7 separate regions of the Mus musculus genome follow, and regions 1, 2, 3, 4, 5 and 7 are each linked to region 6. A link is a contact called in public Hi-C, HiChIP or PLAC-seq and promoter capture Hi-C data. All regions are on one chromosome and are shown on one strand. The core of a region is the stretch at or near the end of the contact, and the rest is flanking DNA. Distances in the headings are between cores, read along the strand shown. Region 1 holds the start of Neurl4 (neuralized E3 ubiquitin protein ligase 4). Region 2 overlaps Aloxe3 (arachidonate lipoxygenase 3). Region 3 holds the start of Gucy2e (guanylate cyclase 2e). Region 4 holds the start of Slc2a4 (solute carrier family 2 (facilitated glucose transporter), member 4). Region 5 holds the start of Alox8 (arachidonate 8-lipoxygenase). Region 6 holds the start of Trp53 (transformation related protein 53). Region 7 holds the start of Plscr3 (phospholipid scramblase 3).

The links. Promoter capture Hi-C pulls out the DNA fragments that hold promoters and counts their contacts. A called contact is a pair of places that touch in the nucleus more often than the background predicts. HiChIP or PLAC-seq counts read pairs in DNA pulled down with a chosen protein or histone mark.
Region 1: a promoter capture Hi-C map of pre-B cells shows a contact between it and region 6, with 6 times the contacts expected there. The contact joins the promoter of Neurl4 here to the promoter of Trp53 in region 6. A contact is called at or near these places in 18 of 39 promoter capture datasets (the 3T3-L1 cell line, the C10 cell line, cranial neural crest and 10 more), 1 of 484 Hi-C or Micro-C datasets (embryonic stem cells), 6 of 115 datasets of contacts at active chromatin or transcription factors (the HPC-7 cell line, the SCID.adh cell line, bone marrow-derived macrophages and 2 more) and 3 of 9 other capture datasets (adipose tissue, liver and pancreatic islet).
Region 2: a promoter capture Hi-C map of hippocampal neurons shows a contact between it and region 6, with 4 times the contacts expected there. The contact joins the enhancer-like site here to the promoter of Trp53 in region 6. A contact is called at or near these places in 4 of 39 promoter capture datasets (cranial neural crest, hippocampal neurons and liver), 1 of 484 Hi-C or Micro-C datasets (bone marrow-derived macrophages), 3 of 115 datasets of contacts at active chromatin or transcription factors (embryonic stem cells and large pre-B cells) and 1 of 9 other capture datasets (liver).
Region 3: a contact with region 6 is called in an H3K27ac HiChIP or PLAC-seq map of trophoblast stem cells, with 4 times the contacts expected there. The contact joins the promoter of Gucy2e here to the promoter of Trp53 in region 6. A contact is called at or near these places in 7 of 39 promoter capture datasets (the 3T3-L1 cell line, the SN4741 cell line, cranial neural crest and 4 more), 6 of 115 datasets of contacts at active chromatin or transcription factors (bone marrow-derived macrophages, embryonic basal ganglia, embryonic stem cells and 2 more) and 2 of 9 other capture datasets (adipose tissue and liver).
Region 4: a Hi-C map of muscle stem cells shows a contact between it and region 6, with 3 times the contacts expected there. The contact joins the promoter of Slc2a4 here to the promoter of Trp53 in region 6. A contact is called at or near these places in 7 of 39 promoter capture datasets (the 3T3-L1 cell line, cranial neural crest, embryonic stem cells and 4 more), 1 of 484 Hi-C or Micro-C datasets (muscle stem cells), 3 of 115 datasets of contacts at active chromatin or transcription factors (embryonic stem cells, memory CD8 T cells and pancreatic cancer cells) and 1 of 9 other capture datasets (adipose tissue).
Region 5: a contact with region 6 is called in an H3K27ac HiChIP or PLAC-seq map of trophoblast stem cells, with 4 times the contacts expected there. The contact joins the promoter of Alox8 here to the promoter of Trp53 in region 6. A contact is called at or near these places in 8 of 39 promoter capture datasets (cranial neural crest, embryonic stem cells, frontonasal cranial neural crest and 4 more), 5 of 115 datasets of contacts at active chromatin or transcription factors (acute myeloid leukemia, effector CD8 T cells, embryonic stem cells and 2 more) and 2 of 9 other capture datasets (adipose tissue and pancreatic islet).
Region 7: a contact with region 6 is called in a promoter capture Hi-C map of embryonic stem cells, with 6 times the contacts expected there. The contact joins the promoter of Plscr3 here to the promoter of Trp53 in region 6. A contact is called at or near these places in 16 of 39 promoter capture datasets (the 3T3-L1 cell line, 3T3-L1-derived adipocytes, the C10 cell line and 10 more), 5 of 484 Hi-C or Micro-C datasets (CD4 T cells, embryonic stem cells, erythroblasts and 2 more), 6 of 115 datasets of contacts at active chromatin or transcription factors (the 230-238 cell line, the HPC-7 cell line, the SCID.adh cell line and 3 more) and 3 of 9 other capture datasets (adipose tissue, liver and pancreatic islet).

Annotation. Positions count from the first base shown.
Region 1 is chr11:69,900,261-69,903,246 of GRCm38.p6, forward strand. Neurl4 (neuralized E3 ubiquitin protein ligase 4) reads left to right here and starts at 1,556. Exons shown (of 29, transcript NM_001013414.3): 1 at 1,556-1,925; 2 at 2,748-2,986. The coding sequence starts at 1,638. 2810408A11Rik (RIKEN cDNA 2810408A11 gene) reads right to left here and starts at 654. Exons shown (of 9, transcript NM_001382461.1): 1 at 43-654. The coding sequence starts at 491.
Region 2 is chr11:69,149,019-69,152,101 of GRCm38.p6, forward strand. It overlaps Aloxe3 (arachidonate lipoxygenase 3), which reads left to right. Exons shown (of 15, transcript NM_011786.2): 15 at 1-97. Among named protein-coding and RNA genes, the nearest start is that of Alox12b, 6.5 kb to the right of the region's middle. Within about 2 kb of position 1,628, at least 37 of the 459 cell types and tissues checked have an H3K27ac peak or open chromatin away from gene starts, as enhancers often do. A contact at or near this core is called in hippocampal neurons, where this site is marked.
Region 3 is chr11:69,235,700-69,238,486 of GRCm38.p6, forward strand. It overlaps Gucy2e (guanylate cyclase 2e), which reads right to left and starts at 1,323. Exons shown (of 19, transcript NM_008192.3): 1 at 1,247-1,323; 2 at 217-955; 3 at 1-123. The coding sequence starts at 946.
Region 4 is chr11:69,946,553-69,949,472 of GRCm38.p6, forward strand. It overlaps Slc2a4 (solute carrier family 2 (facilitated glucose transporter), member 4), which reads right to left and starts at 1,638. Exons shown (of 11, transcript NM_009204.2): 1 at 1,397-1,638; 2 at 16-132. The coding sequence starts at 1,429.
Region 5 is chr11:69,196,372-69,199,308 of GRCm38.p6, forward strand. Alox8 (arachidonate 8-lipoxygenase) reads right to left here and starts at 1,472. Exons shown (of 14, transcript NM_009661.4): 1 at 1,292-1,472; 2 at 982-1,204; 3 at 654-735. The coding sequence starts at 1,438.
Region 6 is chr11:69,578,990-69,581,699 of GRCm38.p6, forward strand. Trp53 (transformation related protein 53) reads left to right here and starts at 1,370. Exons shown (of 11, transcript NM_011640.3): 1 at 1,370-1,526. It overlaps Wrap53 (WD repeat containing, antisense to Trp53), which reads right to left and starts at 260. Exons shown (of 10, transcript NM_144824.3): 1 at 1-260. The coding sequence starts at 63.
Region 7 is chr11:69,845,252-69,848,144 of GRCm38.p6, forward strand. Plscr3 (phospholipid scramblase 3) reads left to right here and starts at 1,366. Exons shown (of 8, transcript NM_023564.4): 1 at 1,366-1,440; 2 at 1,657-1,824; 3 at 2,084-2,322; 4 at 2,406-2,448; 5 at 2,552-2,772. The coding sequence starts at 1,818.

The sequences.
Region 1 (2,986 bases), core at 306-2,805, 320 kb after region 6:
CAAAAAAACAAAAAAAAAAAAAAAACCAGCTGAGTTGCTTACTTCTCCGAACCGGGGGGTTTCTTTATCAAAATGGAGCTGCTGTTTTTTAGGATGCTCCGAGGCCGCTCCGTGAAAGATGTCCCGGAGTGTGTACTACTCTCCGAGCTGTACACTTTAGCCTCCTCCGGCCCGGGGGTGGACGCCTTAGTTGCACCAGTTCCAGTGCCAGGGGATGTGCTGGACCCAAGGCTTGCAACCTCCTGAAGTTGCGGAGCGGGTCCTGAATTGAGGGTCACTGCCCCTTCAGAGGGCTGAATTGGACCAGGACTGCGGACTACAGGGTTCCCGGAATGCAAGAGGGAGCCAGGACCGCGAAGCAAGGCTACTCCGGGGGGTAATCCGGTGTCTGTTTGCATACCTCTGGCACTGCCAGGTACTGCCCTAGAAACCCCCCCAGGGGATTCTGCACTGAGGCCACTAACAGGTGCGAGAGACTCCGGCTTCTCCATAGCTCAACTTGGTAACCACTTCAATTCCACTGCCTACCCTTCTAGCTGCACATAGCCCTGCCCGTTGGCCCTGCCCCCATCGCGGCGGGCGGTGGGCGCTGGGGGCTCCGGGTCAGACCGGACCTCCTCTGCCTCTTCTCCCTGGCGCTGAGGCAGGTGAAAGGTCGACTATCAGACTTCAGCCTGGGAGTTCCTCCGCACACCCTTCCCTTATTGTTACACCCCAAGACTTTCTTTGTCTCTGTAATTTGTTCCCGCCCTTCTCCATCACCGCCCTTCTCCGAATCAACCAATCACAGTCAAGGGGCCTGGCCAGCGGTGAGGAGCCTTGTGATGTCACAGCCCCGCAACACCAGGGAGAGCCTGAGTAGGGCTGGGTTCTGTTAATAGCTCTCAGGTAACCTCTCAGAGGTGTCCGCTCTGTCCCTTGAGATTACCCAACGGGACACCGCTAGGATTTTTATTAGTAACTTTTAAGATTTAAGAGTTTCATTGGCACAGAGCTCAAGTTGGCCTTGAAATGTGTGCGGGTAGGAGAGGTGTGATGCAAAGTCTGTGGGGCCGGAGCGGGGTGAGGTGCGAGACTGGGTCAAGGAGAGGTGTGATGCGTGATCGGATTGCGACATTTCCGGCCTCGGCACTGTGAAGGGCTGAGACTTGGATTTATAAAACTACTTTTTCTCTGTCCCGAAGATAGCGTTTACTTCCATCGCCTTAAAGCGTGCGGTGTTAGGGGAAGCCACCAGCCCTTGCGTTAAGGCGAATGCTCTAATATGTCGCTTTTCCCTAACAAGGGTTGGGTCCAAGGCGCCGGGCGACGTCGCAAAGTGTATCTGGGCGCCAGCACGCCTTCGTCGCAAAGACGCCTGCGGCGGGCGATTCTGCCATCCACTGTCGCAAAAGCAGCCCAAATCTTCCCGGCTCTCGTAGCCTCTGTCGTCCCGCTGGGCCGTAAAGCAGTCCCCCGACCCCGTCGTCCTTCCGTTCCCCTCGTGAGAGACCTCGGTTCCTTAGCTGCGGACGCTTCAGTGCCGTAAAGCACACCAGGCCCCAGCCCCCCGGCCGTATTCCCCCAGGGCGTCTGGCCGCCGCGGTTGCCACGGTGCCGCCAAGCGCGGCTGTCGCGCGGCCGCGGTATCAGCGGCGATGGCGGCGGGGTCGGGTGGGAGTGGGGGCTCTGGGGCGGGCCCCGGGCCAGGACCGGGGCCCGGCGGGGGTGGGGGCCCTGGCAGCAGCGGACCAGGCCTGGGGTCCGGCGGGGGTCTCGGCGGTGGCGGGGAGCTGCACCCGCGCACCGGGCGCTTGGTCAGCCTGTCGGCCTGCGGGCGCACGGCGCGGCGGCAGCAGCCGGGCCAAGAGTTTAACCACGGGCTGGTGCTGAGCCGAGAACCCTTGCGCGATGGACGCGTCTTCACCGTCCGCATCGACCGCAAGGTGCAAAGCCGGGGCAGCTGAAACGAGGTGTGGAGGGGAGTGGGAGGGGACGGGAGGGAGAAGCGGTAGGACTGCCAGAAGGTCTGCATCTCCAACCGAGCCTCCAGGTACCGATAGCGAGCCGGCACACTGTAGTGCACCGGGGAAGAGAAAGGAGAAGGACACGGAGCAGACACATTCATTCTGAAGGAGCATTCGTTTCCCGCAGGACAGGGAGCCAGGGTCCGGTGGTTAGAATGGCTAGTGAACACGTCTAGCACAATCTCTTAGGGATGGAAGACTGACAGGTGCCCGAGATGGAAGAGTAGAGAAATAATAAAAAGCGCAAACTGTTGACAAACGTCCCAAACCAGAAAGATAGATGAGGAGACATGCGAAAAAGGGAGTGTATGTGACTTGCTTGACTCCAAAACGAATTTGGAAAGAGAAGAGAATGAATTTGGGTGGAGCTTTGCCCTACTAGAGTATTGGGGTTGGGAATGAGAGTGATGTAGGAGAGCGAGCATTGTGGACCTAAGAAGCATGGGATTGGAGTGGCTGAGGAGCTACAGAGACTGGGAAGTAAGAGGAGATCGGGTTAAAACCAGGGCCTTTAACCAGCTTGTTCAGTGGGTAGAGGGGGTGATGTGCTAAAACACGTGTCAGCAGACACAGATGCTGAGAGCCAGTGGGTCCTGGTAGTTATGGAGGCTAGTTCCAAAAATTATTTGTGTGTCTATGTCAGTGGCCTCAGAGGACAGGGTGAGAGGCACACGGTGCTCTGGAATGTGGCCTCTGGTGATGGGATTTCATACAGAAACTCTGTCCACCACCCTCTCATAGGTCAACTCCTGGAGTGGCTCCATTGAGATTGGAGTGACAGCACTGGATCCCAGTGTGTTGGACTTCCCGAGCAGTGCCACCGGGCTGAAGGGAGGCTCCTGGGTAGTGTCAGGCTGCTCAGTGCTGCGGGACGGGCGCTCTGTGTTGGAGGAATATGGCCAGGACCTGGACCAGCTTGTCGAAGGGGACCGTGTGGGTGTGGAACGCACAGCCACTGGGGAGCTCCGGCTCTGGGTAAA
Region 2 (3,083 bases), core at 378-2,877, 430 kb before region 6:
TGAGCTCTCTTTCCACATCCCAGTTAAACCCACTCCCATCCTATTGTCTGTCTTTGAGCCCAGTGACTTCAATAAAAGCTAACGTATTTGGCTCTCATTTCCTTTGTTTTGATGATGATGATGATGGTGGTGGTGATGGCGATATGGTGATAGTGATATGGGGTGGACCAAGTTGGAGTGGGTAGAAGTCCTGGGGTGAGGAGCAAGAGTGAATCTGTGGGCCATCTTTTAGGAGTCAGGCACCTTCCCTGCTCACTCTACTGTCCAGTCTACTGTTCCTACCTTTACTTCCTGGAGTGAAGCATCCAGATCGGAAGGAATAGCTGGACCCAGGGCATTTTCAGGAAGAGACTAGGCATTTTGCAAAGGCTCTGAGCCCAGGCTTTTTTTCTGGGCGTGCTACTGTTAGTGGTACCACTTATATCCGGTTCTGCTCCTGGACACGTACAGAGCTCATCCCTGGCCTTCTTGTGCACTGGTGGAGTCACATGTAGAACTTTGGGCTGACTTACGTGCAGAAGTGGTGTTATCATCTCCAGACTTCACGGAGACGGTCCAGAATTCTCTGCTTCTGCATTCTGGTAGCTGATATTATAGAAGTGACACAGCCTGTCCGTGTGTCTGAGGGACTTGAAGGGAGGCGCATCTGGCTGAGTTGGATGTTGTGAAGCTGCTGAAATCTGTGAGACGGCTGAATTATTGTGGAGTAATCACTCCCCCCCCCCCACACACACACCTGGTCTGGATGAAGCTGAAGTCTCCCTTTCCCCTTTCAGTCACATCATCTTTAAACATGAAGGTCTGTGAGCCTGGAGCCACTGCCCAGAGCTCTCCCCAGATGCTCTTCACTGTCTGTCCTGCCATGTAGCCCGTGCTGGCTCCAAGTCATGTAGCCCATGCTGGCCCCAAGCCATGAATCATTCCGCAGCTGCCTCCCAATTCTGGCAAGCGGTCTCCTTTGCTCCGAGTGACAGGGGAATCAGCTTTAGAGTCAGATGAATTAGTGGTAACTCTGTGCCCTCTACCAGGGCCTTCGGTGGCTGAGGGCTTTAGTAGGCTGCACAGGGCTCTTGACTCTATCCCAGACCATTATCAGCTTCGGTGAAGAGCCTTCAGCTGAAATGTTCAAATAAGGAGTGTCTCCCAGAGCCCGGAGAGTGCACTACCGGCTTCCTTTCCTCATTTTCTTCTAGTCTCAGAATCTCTGGATTCAAACAAACCCCTTGTCTCATTGGAGTCATGTGTGTATGTGTGTGTGTATGGTATGTATGTGGTATATGGATGTACATGTGTGTGAGCTGTGTGTGTGGTGTGTGTGGTGTGTGTATTTATATGTGTGTGGTGTGTGTATGATGTGTATGTGGTGTGTGTATATATGTGTTTTGTGTGTGTGTGTGTGTGTGTGTTTGTGTGTGTTGATGAACAAACTGTGCCAAACACTGGATTGTCTCTCCCTGATTCCAGAAGAGTGGAATTCCCACACTACTGCATAGAAGAGGTGTTTGGAGCATATATATTCTCTCTGAAGAGCCCAGTGATTTTGCTAAAAAAAACCATCCTGGTTTGTTTTGCTTTAGCGCTAAGAAACTCTAGGGGTGCCCTCTTGTGGCCAGCTGGGCTAAGACGGGAGGAAAATAGAGACCCCTTTAACTCCAACCTTGATCAGGCCACTGCACAGGCAGCTATCTCCCCAGTGCAGCACCTCATGCGGCATCAAGACTCCATCAGAAGGCATACGAGCCCTGCGAAATGCTCCTGAGCAGGAGAGGGAAGGACTAGGGTGGGTCACGGGAATCCGGTTCCTCAAAAAGCCAACTCTGGAGATTTATTGGGAAGACACACCTGGCGGTGTGGAGGACTTCTGCCCGACTCGGCATGTCTGAGGGGAGATGCAGGAGAGGCTCAGCCTGCACCTCTGTCTAATGGGGTTGTTCCGGCACGGAGGCTGGATTCCCCACCAGTGGGGAAATCGTCACACGTGCCGGTCTCTTCTCTGTGGGCTTTGAGCAAGTTTCCCCGGAACAGAGGTCCCAGAGAAATGGGAGTCGGAAGAAGCCCTGGAAAGTCCCTCCCTGAACTGGTGTTCTGGGATCTGTTTGACTCATGACTGACTCCCTACCTTTGCTCTCAACATCAGAGAAGCAACGGAGAATTCCCCAAGCTGACTCCTGCTTTCAGTTAATGGAGCGATGGACAAACTCCACATCAACAGAGGAGTACTTACAGATGGTGGCAAATGTAGTCAGAAACACAAACCAGATGGCACGCGCTGGTGTGACTGGTGGGGAGGGATTAGGTGTGGTGGCTGGCAAAGGTCTGCCAAGGATGTGACACTGGAGACCAGACCCAGACCTCAAGACAAAGACAAACAATGAACCAAACAAACGAGCAGACAAACAAACAAACAAACAACCAACAAACAAACCACTCTGAAAACAGTTTGGAGGGGGAGTGTTACAAATCAAGGGCACATGTTCCAGAAACAGAATGGAAGCCAAAGTGGCTACAACAAGATGTTGAGTCACACAGGTTCCCGTCTACGGTTAGAAGGGCGATGCTTTTTGAGCAAGAGACAGGTATGATTTGATTTTGTCCTCTTTGTCCCAGAGGAGTGGGGCCCCAGGGGATTGTTATCAGCCTTTCAGGCTTGGGGTGAGGCAAGGTCTGGGGGGTGCCCCAACAGTGAGGACCTAGCTCCTAGTGTAGGTGGGTGCCAGGAGCCTCCCCTGCGAATGTGCATCTATTCCAGGGCCTCTCACGTTTGCTGGTCCCACCCCTGGTCCAGGAGAACCAGTTCTTCAGTGAGCACCTACCCAGAGTTATGCATCCAAGTTTGGGTCACAAACGGGGAGTGTCCATTCATATCCGTATGCCTAATCCCATCCAAGTCCCCAGCTTCAGTCCTGGCCCCATCTTCCTGGCCACACTCACGTATTTTACTACACCTGTCTCTTATCTTTTTTCTCCTGAGAAACATAAGTCTCACCTGAGGCTTGAAGCTGGATCAAACCCAGAGGGGTCACTCTAGCTTTTGGGGTAAATGAGTTGGCTTAGAGGAGATTTTTCTTATTATTTATTATTTA
Region 3 (2,787 bases), core at 73-2,572, 340 kb before region 6:
GAAGCGTGTCGAAGGGCAGGAAAACCAGGGAGCCATCAGTCAGAGCCAGTTCTTCTGCAGCTTCCAGTAGGTAGCGCTGCTCCTCGCCGCCCAGCAGCACCGAGTGCATCACCATGATCACTACTGCGGAGCGGACGGACACAGAGGCTGGCTCGCTACGCTGTCCACTCTCGGCAGGACCCACCCACCTTGCCCGCACTCTACTGGGGAGCTTACCTCTAACTCTAGGCCCATCTCGGATCCTCCCGAGGGCCTCCCGGGCTCCAGACCGGTCTGAAGTCTCCATGGAAGTCACTAGGGCAACTGGCAAACCCCGGGCCCTGAGTGCTGTGGACAGAGCGCGTCCCGCCTCCACCCACAGGTCTTGGGGTGCAGTGATCAGGGCCACGCGCGCCCAGCGGAATGCTCTAAGGAGGACGTAGAGAGCATCTGCAGCGGGGGTCACCGCCGGGGCTGTAGTACCCGCCGCCCGCGTGCCAGGGCAGCCCCAGGGCACCAGCGCTACTCCAGCTTCTTGAGCCAACAGTTCGGCTGGCCGACAGGCTGCGGGGTTCACCGGACCCACCAGGCCAGAGACTCGAGACAGCGCAGAGGACACAGCCCCTAGTGAGCCCGGAGTCAGGCAGGGCTCTGGGAGCAGCGCAACCTCGAACCGGGGGCCGCCGTCTAAAGCAAAGTCACGATTCAGGCGGTTGGCGGCCAGACGCGCAGCCAGGTCTGGTCGGGCCCGTGCAAAGATGGGGTCGCAAGCCCAGGGGCCCAGCACCCCCACTTTGAACACAGCAGAGAGGGCAGAAGGAGATGGGAGCAGTAGCAGTAGCAGGAGTCCCGGTAGCCCAGGCCTTGGCCAGCGCAGGACCCGCGAGAAACTGGACGGAGACTGCCGCGCAGGGACACAGAACCCGGCGCCGGGAAGCCCTCCGGCTGGCAGGAGCCAAGCGCTCATTGCCTTCTTCTGTGAACACAGAGCGAACAAGATAAGAGTTGAGGGCCCTCAGCACTCACTCCCGTAAGGTTCTCCCCTCAAGCCTGTTTCTCAAATTCCGCCCAACCCCCTAGGGTGTCTTGGCTTCCAGGACCCTAGATGGCAGCCCAGCTCATCGCCCCAAGGTCTTTTTGGTTTAGCCTGTTTGTACTTAGATTGTTTATCCTCCCTTCCTCTTCAGCAGTCTTGGGGGTTCAGTGGGGAATACTCCCACGCCTTCATACAGGACCGAAGTTCCTGTGTGGGTCATTCATTACTTACCGGAAAGTCCGGGGCTAGGGCTTGGCTAAGGGGTCACAGGATCGATGCCCCTTCGGTCTCCCCTGGCAGCCCAGCCCAGGGCGGGGGGTGTGGGAACAGCCCGCTGCAGCCCTTAATCCCTCCAAGCCGATTAGGATCTTTTAATCAAGCAGAACAGGGCGGGCTGATGGAGGTTGAGAGTCTCTACAGCTCCTCTGTAGAGTGGGGTCTGCCCTGCTTCTAGACAGCCACAGTTGCTTTAACTAATCATACAGGGAGAGAAAGCGAATCTGGACTGTACCTCACACCGCGCACGAATTCAACGTCAGACTTACATATGAAAATAAAATGTTTATCTTTTTCAGCTGTCTCTTCAAAAAGGGAATCAGATAAGAATCATCTGTGGGGCCGGGCGTGGTGGCGCACGCCTTTAATCCCAGCACTTGGGAGGCAGAGGCAGGCGGATTTCTGAGTTCGAGGCCAGCCTGGTCTACAGAGTGAGTTCCAGGACAGCCAGGGCTACACAGAGAAACCCCGTCTCAGAAAAGAATCATCTGTGGGAAGGAGGAGAGATAAAGGTTCAATGGTTAGGAGCGTTTGCTGCTTTCTTCGGAGGACCCAGGTTCATTTCCCAGCACCCACATGATGGCTCACAATCATCTGTAACTCCAATTCCAGAGGATCCAGTGCTAGCTTCTGAGAGAAAGCACCTGGTGGTGCACTGTCTGTACATACAGACAAAGATAAATAAGATAATAGAGTTAATTTTAAAAATCATCCGTGGACACTAAAGCTAGGGGGAAATTTTGAAGAACATCATAGATGTTAAGTTTTTCACAATTATAAACTGTCACTCCATCTATTGTTCATAGGTTGATAGACAGCAAACATATAATTGCTGCAATTTTAACTGTAAAAAAAATATTTATAGCAGAGTGTAATAGCCTTTGTTCCCAGCACAAGGGAAGCAGAGGCAGGTGGATGGATCTCTATGAGTTCGAAGTCAGCCAAGTATACCTAGAGACTTCCAGGACAGCCAAGGCTACACATAGACCCTGTCTCAAAAAAAAAATTATTTTCTACATATGTATGGGTGCCTGAGTATATGTATGTATGTATGTATGTATGTATGTATGTGTGCACCACATGTGTGCAATGGCCGATGGAGGTCAGAAGAGGCATCAGAATGCTGGAGTTACACACAGTTGTGAGCCACACCTGTGTGCTGAGAGCCAGCCAATAAGTAAGGTCTGGACCTGTTGACTGGTCTCTCCAGGCTTGGGACTGCTGCAGCCACTCCGTACCCCCTTGCTCTGAGGTATTCTATCTACAGGCACAGGACATTCATTTACCCCTTCAGTGGTTAGTTTTGATTAAATTGTTATCTTTCATCTCCTGCATAATTTCTCTCTTCCCTCCCTCCCTCTCTCCTGCCTTCCAACTCATATGCAAGCTTTAGGGAAAAACTTTAAACAAGTAGAATTACAAAAATTCCACAAGAAGCTGGGCGTGGTGGCGCACGCCTTTAATTCCAGCACTTGGAAGGCAGAGGCAGGTGGATT
Region 4 (2,920 bases), core at 388-2,887, 370 kb after region 6:
TGGTAGGTCACTCACCTTCTGTGGGGCATTGATAACCCCAATGTTATAGCCAAACTGAAGGGAGCCAAGCACAGCTGAGAATACAGCTAGGACCAGTGTTCCAGTCACTCGCTGCCGAGGGGGTTCCCCATCCTGGACAGACAGAAACAAAGGAAGGTATGTCATGTAGAGTCATGTTTGACTTCCTTCAGGGGCCCAGGCCTAGCTGCAGCATGAAGATTCTGGGCTCCATCCAACATACTGGATGAGAGAAAGTGGGCCATATTAGGAATTGTACAAAGATCTCACTGTAAACAGAACGCCACAGGAACCTGGGCATGTAGGAAAAAACCGATCTCTGTGTCCACACCACAGGCAAAAGTTTGAGGATCTGGACCTCAAAATTCCCCTGTGACCTTGAGACAGACTCAAGACTTGTGTGACCTTGGGTAAGTCACTTCCCCACTCTAAACTGAACCTGGATTTCCTCTTCTGTCAGGTGATATTGCCTCCCTCGGCTACCTGTCAGTCTGTGAAAACACTTGAAAAATCAAAATCAACTATAACAGTATCCCAGACAGTGCCTGTTTTATAAACTAATATAAATAATGTTTTAACATCACCTCTAGCCCTTGTCTCTTCCTTCTGGAAGTTCTCTCAGCTTGCTCCAGTAGGCCGTAAACAGGCCCAAGAATGGCTAGTCCAGAAAGGGCGTCTGGGTCATTGCTTTGGGGTAGCCTTTTAGGTCTAGGCCTAGCCAACCCTCAGCTCCTAAACTGGGACCAAGTACTCGGGGATGTGAGGGGGGATTTTAGCAGGGAGAGAGAGCCATGCCCAGGGGAAGAGGAGGGATGGTAGTGAGTGGTGTGAGGGGCGGTGGCAGTGGTGGCTACTGCTGGCGGCACAGTCTGTCTCCAAGAGGAAACCTGAGCTGGGGGGGGGGGCTGACACTCCCCTCTGCCCCTCCACCCACCGCAAGGCCGAGAGAAAGTTCAGCCTCCTGGAAGACAGCCAGCAGTGGGGGTGGGGCCCCCGAAGTGCTCGGGTCCTAGAAACACCGTAAATCTGAACAGCTCCGGGAAGGGAAGGCGAGACTCTGGATCTACCATTCCAAATAGAGTCGTGGGCAGAGTGTCACCCCATGCAGTGCACAGTAGGCTAGGAGACAAGTTCTGGATTCCCGAGAATCCAGTCTCTCAGCCTGGGCGCGTAAAGAGTCTCTCGGACCCACTCTGTCTCTTGGCGGGATTGGAATTTGACAGTCACGGGTTGTCTAGGCTGAATATAAATAGCCAGCCCCCCATCTCCAACCCCTGCGCCTGCGCAAGAACCGCCTCCTAGCTGACCCCAACCCCAAACTCAGCCCAAGAAAAACTGGACCAGATTTCCCAATTCGCCCCGGTATGCTGAACCTTACGTCAGAGCCGATCTGCTGGAAACCCGACGGCATCTTGTTTTAAAAGAAGAAAAGACTCAGGCGCTGCAATAAGAAAAAAATGAATAGGGTATAGGGTCCGGGCCTGGCCGGCACGAGACCCCGGCGTTCGGAAGCCGTGTGCAAAGGGCGGGTCTGGTGGGACTCACTGCCACAACCCACGGAACCGGAGAGCACCAAGGCTCTCCGGGATCTAGTGAGACCCGCTTGAGGGGGAAAGATGCGGAGAGCTGAAGCCACCTCCCCACTCCCGCCCCGCCATAGGACACGCCCTTCACAACACCCATTGGCCAGGAGCCCGCACACCCCAAAAGGCCACGCCCCCACCCCTAGCCCTAGTGCTGGCTGGGGAGACACGCCCCTAAGGTTCCCGCCTGCTTCTGAGTTTTCAAAGTAGGGTCCTTGGAACAAAAGGCTCTTCCCGCCATCCAAAATCTTGGACTGCGAAATTTCTGAAAGAATTGAGTGCAGCTGGTCCCCCTGAAAGGTCGAAGAGGAGGGTATGGGCTACATGTACTTGCCAGGGTACGGGGTAACTCCAGCAGGATGACATAGAGCCCGCGTGTGTGTGTGTGTGTGTGTGTGTGTATGTGTGTATGCCCCGAAGTAACCCGGAGTGGCTATTTTTAGTTCCCACGTTAGGCTCCGCCAAATGTCAGGTCCCGGGTGTCCCAGCCTGTCCCAGGCGGGGGAGGGCAAAGGAGATGGAGCCTTAAAGGGTCCGCGACACGCTTCCCACGAGGAGATGATCCAAGGGACCAATAACTTCCGTTCCTAGTGTATCTGGAGACCATGCCTGATCGTCCTTTCTTTCCACGCATCTCTGGGCGGCGCGCTGCCTACTGGCCCATCCCCTCCACATAGTCTCTACACTGGTTCTTGGAGGGGACCCAAGGGACAGGTGCTCACGCCAGTCACACCACCCTCCCTGAAGTCCCTGAGCCTCCAGGCATGTGCTGGCCGCGTGGGCGACAAGCTTTCCAGAGTCAGCTACTGTTTTGGGTCTACAGCTGAGAGGGCACGACCTAAGCACGTCCAGGGAGAGAGCTGGCGAAGAATGTGGAGAGAGAGCTCAATTCAGAAAAAGGCCCAAGAGAAGTGCAAGGCTTCTGGCGCCACCTAGAGGGAGAGCGAGGAACCTTAGTGGATTGCACCAGGGTAGCTAACTTCTGGGGTGGCTCTCTTCTATTAACCCTTCCCCTGAGAGCTCAATAACCTACAACCCAGCCCTCTATGGAACGCCAGACCTGAGTCTAGCTGCCGCCAGAATGGTACCGTTTATATGACGAACACGTACAAGTATGGACCTCCTTCAAGTTCCTTTTCCCAAGGAGCTAACCAGTCACTTTCATGGTGTCTTCTCAATGTTGGTGTTTTGACTTCTCTTGCACATTGGTTTTCTTCATCCGTACCACTACCACTTTATTCTGGACTATCCTGTCATGACTGCTTTTCTTGCTTCTCCTCTTCCCTGAAGAGGAGGGTGGAGGGGCAAGAAAGATGGCT
Region 5 (2,937 bases), core at 222-2,721, 380 kb before region 6:
CAAAAGTCAAATCACCAGGAACCAAATGAGCCCGTGCTTGCTCAGTTTCCAGAGACCTAGGGCAAAAGCAGGGGGCTCAGGATTTGGAAAGCAACCAAGATTAAGAGCGCCAGGTGACTTTGAAAATGTCCACCTGAGTACAGTAGCTGACTTTACCCCCTTGAAATTCCCACCTACTGTAATTTCAGTATGTAGGTAGCTCTCTGCTCTAACTCTTTATGTTGAGCTGATAAGATGGAAAGCATCCCTGTCTGAGAGTTTCTGTACTGTCTAGGAATGGCTTTGAAGGTCACCCTTAATTGCTGGGAGTTCTGCCTGTATTTACGGGAGAAAGCAACAACCCCACCAGTGAGAGAAAAGAGAAACGGAAGCAATAACAACCACAGAGAGAGATGGAGAAGGCATAAGCCACAGGACAGGGTTGTTAGAGCAGTGGGTTTCAACCTTCAGTGGGTGCCAGCGTCACCAGAAAGGCTTGGAAAGAAGCCAGTCTCTCTGCTCAATCACATTCAGAGTCAGAGCTCCTGCGAATCTGCTTTTCTCTCAGTTGCCCAGTAATGCCAACACTACTGTGTCTGGGATTAGTCCTTGATTTGGCTCCTTCCCATCCCATAAGTGAGTCCTCCTGCAGGGGTCACTATCTCCCTCCTCACCTGTACATCTTCTGCCTGGACTCAAGCTCCTTCTGGCGCTGATCCTGCAGTGTAGGGTGATGGTCTTGCCAGGACACCTTTGCTGCGGGTGAGGGCGTGGATGGAAAGGATCCTCTCTTGATCTCTGGCTTCAGACTTTCTCCCTCCTACTGCTGTCAACCCACCAGTCCCCTCACCCCGGGTACACTTCTTCCACTGCAAGCTGATTGCCACCACCTCCTGCTTCTGCCAGTCCCCTCCTTCCTCCTCTGCCCTTTCCTGGTTTCCACTCCCCAAGCTTAGCCTGCGACACACTGCTGCGTGCCTCCCGCAGCCCCAGTCCCCTCACCTGCTCCCTCTCTCAGCACCAGCTCCCCCGCCCCTTCCAGCCACTGATAACAGGGGAAGTGGAGTGCAGCCCCAGGTAGCCACTCCAGCTCGAACCAGCGGCAGAACCAGGCATCAGAACGGAAAGACATAAGCGGGAGGGACACTTCCGGGGGTGCTTTGTGGACTCGCAGCATCAGCACAGTGCCTACGTCCTGGGGAAGCGTCACCTCGAAGTCTTCTTCCTAGGAGGGGTTGTTTAGTATGCTGAGGATGGTCCCCCTGGGCTGCCTTCCTCCACAGTCGCCATTGCCTGCTCCCCAAAAACTCACAGCACCGGCGCTGAACTCCTTGCCCAGATGGTCCAGAGGTACTAAGGGGCTCTCTCCGTGGGTTCCCACGATGCTGACAGACACTTTGTCCCATGTGCCAGCCCCACAGGCTTCCCCCGTGGATACTCTCACCCTGCATTTCGCCATCCTCCTGACCAGTTTAGCTCTCTACTGCAAGCTGGACTACCTGGCAGGGTGATTTAACCTCAGCGATGCCCCGCCCATCAGACCAGGTTAAGGGGAAATGTGTTCGCTACCCACTGAATTCCCCTTCAGCTTCCTTGCCATCAGGAAGAGCCTTAGAATTTAGGACAAGTAGTAGGTGGGTTGACACACTGAAACCTGGAGTCACAATGGGTGGCGCTGAGACAGGAAGTGGACTGAAGTCCACAGGGTGAGTTCCAGACCCAACTGGAATGTGGGGTACAAGTGTAAAATTTATTTACATGCTGTCTTAGCTTTAAATGTGAGTGAGGGTCCACTTCCCCATTCCTTTAACTCTTCCCACGCCACAAGGCTGCTTTCACTTCTTTAATAACTGATTTTGAGAGCCATCACTGGCCAGGACTATTAGATGCTGCCAGTGCGGGTCCAGGCAATACTCTAGCTTTGCCTGACTGTTTACTAAGGTCAAGTGCAAGGGGGAAAAGACATTCAAATGCTCTAAGCATGTATTAGAGTTTAGAGGATAATCAATGCTGGGGAAGATGTCAGTCACTGCTGATGTGAGAGCCTGAGAAGTTTGGCTCGAGAGAAAGGCCCTCAGAGACCCAGAGGTGGTGAGAGGTGAGCCCAGGGTATGTGTTTATGGGCACCAATTATTGGACTCAGTGTGTTATTAAAAGGAGGAGGATCTGAAGTTGGGAGGGACCTGAGGGAAGGTCGGGGAGAGCTGTAGGGGGGATGGGGTAGATATAGTCAAGTACATTGTGTGCATATGTGAAATTTCAAATAAGATATCAAGAATAATACTAAATATATGTTTTCAAGTGGTATGTCTAGGTAAGCTGTTTTACTGTTGGGGAATTGTCTGTGCAAAGGCCCTGAGATCACTGGAGAAGGGAAGGCAGAGCTGGAGTGAGTGAGAGGGATGTCAGAAGGAAGACAGTGACAGAGTTTGCCCTTGAGGGAAACAACAGATTTGGGAAATCCTCTTTGCTGTGCCCATTAGACATCCAAGTATAGTGGTCCCTATGGGTGCCTACCTGGAAGTCATGGCACAGGGATGTGTGTGAGCCCTAGGCTAAGAGAAGATCGCTGGAAAAGGGCAGTGGATTCAGGCTCCAAGTTGCTAAAAAATTTGAAAGTTTTGCAAAGAGGTAGAAGCAACCAAGATTATTCAGTATGTGTGTTACATCAGCTTTCTTGTTACTATCAAAGGGTGAAACCTTCGTGTTGGCTCCTAGGTTTGATGTCCTACTCCCTGGGGACTGATGTGGGATGACCCAGAGAAGAGTTATGGTGAATATATGCTAGGCTGACCTGGTTATAGACAAAGTAGCAATGACACAGTTCTCCCCACCCCCTACCACCACATTCCCCCTCCCCCTCCCCTCCTCTTCCCTACCCCCTCTCTCTATATATATATCACACACACACACTGTTGTGTCACATCATTTCTAGGGAGATGAGAACAGATATGTACT
Region 6 (2,710 bases), core at 120-2,619:
AGCTGGGGCCAGGTCAGGAGGGAGGCTATCCGGAGCTAAGAGTCGCTCCTCCGACGTCTTCATTCTGTAGAGTAAGCCCCCGGAAGGCAGAGGTCGGGCAAGTCTCGCTGAGCCGGCTACCAGCTGCCGAGGCTAGAGTGCATTACCGTTCCCAGGGATGCTCAGAGACCGGAGTCCGCTTTCCTCTTCCGGAAAATGTAAGCCGAACCTAAAGCAATCACCAGGGAACGAGTGTCCAAAGCCAAGCGCCTAGGGTCGCTAGGCGCCGCCAGGGCTTCTTGCTCTCGCGGGAGTCGGGCCACCTTCCGATAGGCTCTCCGCATCCTCCTCCGATTCCGAGCGGGAAGGCGGGAAGGAACGACTTTGCCTACACCTCAAGCGCTGGAGAATTCCTAGAGGTTTCTGGGAGTTGTAGTCTGAACTCTGGGCCTTGGCGAAAACTACACGAGCGCCCCCTACCGTCCCCTGGGGGTAATTCTTAAAGCGCCTATCCTCCCTGGCCTGCAGAGGGCGCATAATTTCTACAGTTTTTGCCCCTCTTGACTATCTTGTTTTGAATCCCGTAACCTCAGGTTTCCTTTCTCCCCATCTCTCCCCCCTTCTTGTTCCTCTCTTTCCCTTTCTCCCCCGCCCTCCCTTCATTCATTCGACATTTATTATCAAGTTCTTACTGCCTAACCCAGGACTATACAAGGCATTGGGAAAAAAATAGCAATGTTTTCTAGTTCTTAATCTCCATAAAGTTTTCGTTGCTGTGCAATTAAAGGCTGTGAAAACAGTCTTTACAGAGAGTGATAAGGACTGTACAGGAAATTAAACACGGTGGTGCGATACCAAGTATCTCGGAGAACACGTTAGATTGAGATACTATGAAAAGCCTTTCTAAAGTGACATTTTAGCTAATGAGGGGAAAAAGAACTTAGGGGCCCGTGTTGGTTCATCCCTGTACTTGGAAGGCCTAAAGCAGGAAGACGGCCGCGAATTCCAGGCCAGCCTTGGCTACAAAGACTCTGTCTTAAAAATCCAAAAAGATGGCTATGACTATCTAGCTGGATAGGAAAGAGCACAGAGCTCAGAACAGTGGCGGTCCACTTACGATAAAAACTTAATTCTTTCCACTCTTTATACTTGACACAGAGGCAGGAGTCCTCCGAATCGGTTTCCACCCATTTTGCCCTCACAGCTCTATATCTTAGACGACTTTTCACAAAGCGTTCCTGCTGAGGGCAACATCTCAGGGAGAATCCTGACTCTGCAAGTCCCCGCCTCCATTTCTTGCCCTCAACCCACGGAAGGACTTGCCCTTACTTGTTATGGCGACTATCCAGCTTTGTGCCAGGAGTCTCGCGGGGGTTGCTGGGATTGGGACTTTCCCCTCCCACGTGCTCACCCTGGCTAAAGTTCTGTAGCTTCAGTTCATTGGGACCATCCTGGCTGTAGGTAGCGACTACAGTTAGGGGGCACCTAGCATTCAGGCCCTCATCCTCCTCCTTCCCAGCAGGGTGTCACGCTTCTCCGAAGACTGGGTAAGTAATTGATGAGCGTGACGAGACCTCTCGGTCACTGGCTCTCTCCGTTTGCATCCATAAAACTAGAGAAAACCGTGGGGTTTGGGGGTGGGGCAGTGGGGGGACTCAGCGCGATGGAGATGGGCGGAATGGAAGCTTGGCGGGCGGGATGAACGGGAGTGTATATGTCAGATGCTGTAGTGAGGGTAGCTGATGATGATGATGTTAGGACCGACGAGCCTCACTGTCATGCACCTGCAAAGTAGAGCATATAGGGACCACTGAGATGGCCTAAGGGGTTTTCTCTCCGCTACGCGTTGTACACACTTATCTGCCCGCTGCTAGGTGATGGAAGCTCCGGAAATAACATGCACAAAGCACCAGGATTTAAGATTTTTCGAGATTCATAGCTTAAGACTTAAGACCCCCCATAGCATCCTAATGAAACCCTGGGTTCCGTTCCTGGATGAGATCGGGGTGATCCGGGGAGCCTTAGCTGCTAAGGTCCCGCAACTTCCGGACCTTTGTCCCTGGAGTGATTTCTTTTTTTTTCCAGCCGCTTCTCGACCCTGCTAGATGAAGAAAATCCAAGAAAAGCCTGAAGCACTAGCGGTGCTAGCCAGAAGTATTTGCCCTCGGGGCCCGACTCAGCCTCTTGGTCTGAAAGGCCCGCCGGCCCTGTTATTGTTTGGCTCCTTTACGTTTCTGCCGCTTGCAGGAGCATTTCCGGTTTCTTGTTTTCGGAGCAGATCACTGCTCGCCCGGCGACGGGGGAGTAGCGAAAGGGGAGAAATGGATTCTAGGCTGGTTCTGTGGTTTGAGGAGGAAAACTGCTGTCCTCGACATCTTATTTTTCTGGATTACTTGGTTATTGCTTTTGCAAAGGAGGAGGTGTTTATTTAAAAGAGTGCGCCGATAGGTCGTTTCTTCCTGCCGGAAAAGCAAATTACCGAGTATCCGGTTTTAGGGTGAGCCATTCCCTTGCTTAACGCATTCCGCGCGTCCTGAAAGCGGAAGGGGCGGGCTTGGGCCCCGGGCGCCCGGCGGTCCTAAGTGCAGTCAGCCCGCACCATCCGGTTCTTCCCAGCGGGAGGTGGCGGGACTCTGCCTGGGCGTGGGCTATGCCTGTCCCCGCCACTTCAATTTTTAGAACAGGTCATTTCATTACAGTTTCTTATCGCGCACCAGACATCGTGCGTGCC
Region 7 (2,893 bases), core at 116-2,615, 270 kb after region 6:
ACCCATTGCTCTGTGCTCAACCTTACACTGAAGTGGGCTTATTTGGCATTTGGGGACAGTTAAAGCTTCCTTCCGCTCATTTGCTGGGTTTTCAGCACTAGTAAGAAGTACCCCCAAAGGAACGGGATCTTAGAGGTGAAAGGTCAACAGAGAGACCAAGATATATGAAGCCAGGGATTGCACGGGCAGGCAGTAAATGACATAGCACAGCAAGGCAAGGGGGAGGAGGGGTCTGTGCTGTGCAGAAGGGTCTCAGAGGCCTAGCATGACTCAACTTGCAATTTTCTCCTTACATCCTATCTCTGAGGCATAATGAAGTCATGTTCCCTCATATACACATCAACACTGCCTCACTGCCCTGGTCTCTGGTGCAATCCACCACAGTAGGACCAGATTTCTGTAAGAACCTCTCCCTTACCTTGGCCTGCCCACAGCCTCCTGGGTTGTTCTGACACAGTAGTTCTCAGTTTAGGCTGTACAATAAAAACTAGAATTCTAAGAATCCCTAGTCTGCACCCCAAGCACTAATATACAATTGATAGGAAGTTAAGACCCAGGCACAAGTGATGGGCTAGTTTCGGCTTTGTTTCTTTAATATCTCCCCTAGTGACCCAGGTCACTCCCAAGCTGACCTGGAACTCGCGATCCTCCACACCTGCCCAGATACTATGCTATCTTCTTTTGAGGAAAGGAGTCTTTTGAGAGAGTCTCCCTATTGTAGCCCTGACTTGGTCTGGAACTATGTAAAACAGACTGGCCTCATACTTGTGACTCTCCTCTTGCCTCTCCTTTCCCAAACGCTGGGATTGCATGTTTTGCCTCCATACTGGGGAATGGAGGGCCTGTTCTGTTCAAGTGTCTTTCCCTGAGCCTTACCTCATGCACATTCATTACTGTTACCTTTTGAAAGTCTGTCACGCGTGTAATGGGCGTGCCTGAACTGAGAGGTGACTGAGTGGGTCAACGCTGTGACAGGGGGAGAACACAGCGAGGTCGCCCTGAGAAGAACACCGAGCCAAGTCTGGGAGGCAAGGAATGAGTGTGAATGGTGTTCCGCTGCGTCAGCGAGGCCCGCCCCGCCCTTGGGAGGAGGATCCCGGGGACCGGAGCAGCCACGCGGTGGGGAGGCAGAGCAGCAACCCGCGGAAAAGGCGAGGGTCTTGCTGCTGGGGATAGGGCCGCAATCACCCTCCAACAGGCCAGGTCTCCAAGCCTCTGCAGTCGGAGCGGAAGGGGCGGAACCACGGTGAACAAAGCGCACAAGGTCCAAGGTCCGCGGCCCCGGGGGAGGAGAAGCGCCTGCTTTCTGCGCAGTCGCCCCGCCCGGACTGGGGGGCGGGACTTAGGCGACCCGGGGGTGGGGTCAGATCTGGGCCCGCCTCCACCAGCGCCTGTGAGCCCCGGAGTGCGTGGCCCCCCGACTTATTCTGGGGGCTTCAGGTGAGCCGGACCATAGAGGGGTTAAGGAGACTTTCCTCGGGGTCAGGTCATCTGTCTGACCTCAGGACCATCTGCCCTGCCGTCTGCCAACAGCCATCTCCGTAGAAAAAATGGGAGAACAAAGGGAGGGGGCGGTCCTGGGGCCCCTAAGAAAATTCAGGGTCCTAGGTACCCCGCCCCGCCCGCTGACACTTTCGGTTTCTCCCCGAGTCTTAGGTGCCGCCCTAGAGACCCTGGGCCCGTACTGGGCGCAGCTACCTCTTCGCCTCTGCCTGTCCGTCTTTGTTTCTGTGTCTGTCTAGCTGTTCCCGAGCTTGTCCCACTCCAGAACTAAGTCTCCCCTACGCCAAAAGCCCAAGACTCCCCTCCTGATTCCCATGGCAGGTACGTTGACGCTAGGTTGGGGTCTCCATTATTCCCCCCTGCCCCCACGAAATTGGGTGCCGGGTGTCGAACACATTCTCCAGGAATGTGCTCAGACTGGCTGCGTGGGGCCCTCCCTTCCTCCTGGGGAGCCACCGCCCTGCCCCTCCGCCCCATCATTCTCTGCCTCTTCTTACGTTTTCCGCGGGTGCTCCTGGTCCTTGGGCTGTGAAAGAAGAGTCCACAGATAACTTTCTAATCTACTCCTGCTCCCCTACAGGCTACTTGCCCCCCAAAGGCTATGCCCCTTCACCCCCACCTCCCTACCCCGTGCCATCTGGGTATCCAGAGCCGGTGGCTCTGCATCCTGGACCGGGACAAGCTCCAGTGCCCACCCAGGTGCCTGCCCCTGCTCCCGGCTTCGCTCTCTTCCCCTCGCCAGGCCCAGTGGCTCCAGGGCCTCCTGCTCCTTTCGTGCCATTGCCAGGGGTGCCTCCTGGCCTCGAATTCCTAGTGCAGGTGAGTGAGAGAGAGGATGGCTGGGAGGAGAACTGAAGTTCGAGGTGACGGATAAGGTCAACGCTGCTCTTAACTCTTTACAGATTGATCAAATCTTGATTCATCAGAAGGCTGAACGAGTGGAAAGTGAGTAGGAGATGGATGGAGCAAGATGGGCTTCATGATCTTTATGGCAGTGGTTAGCTTCTGGGCAGGTGGCCCCCGAGCCTCAGCGTGTTGCCCTTCCCAGCGTTCCTAGGCTGGGAGACCTGTAATATGTATGAACTTCGCTCCGGAACCGGACAGCAACTGGGTCAGGCAGCTGAAGAGAGCAACTGTTGTGCCCGCCTGTGCTGTGGTGCCCGCCGACCATTTCGAATCCGCCTAGCGGACCCTGGGGACCGCGAGGTGCTCCGGCTCCTCCGCCCACTTCATTGTGGCTGCAGCTGCTGCCCCTGTGGTCTTCAGGAGGTGGGCATGGCAGGTTTTGGGGTGGTTGGTGGGCAGTGTATGGTAAGCAGCGCAGAAAGAGTTGTGGCTTTAATAGGAGTGGGGGCGGTTTAGTTGAGGGTCTGAACAGTCAGAAGACAGC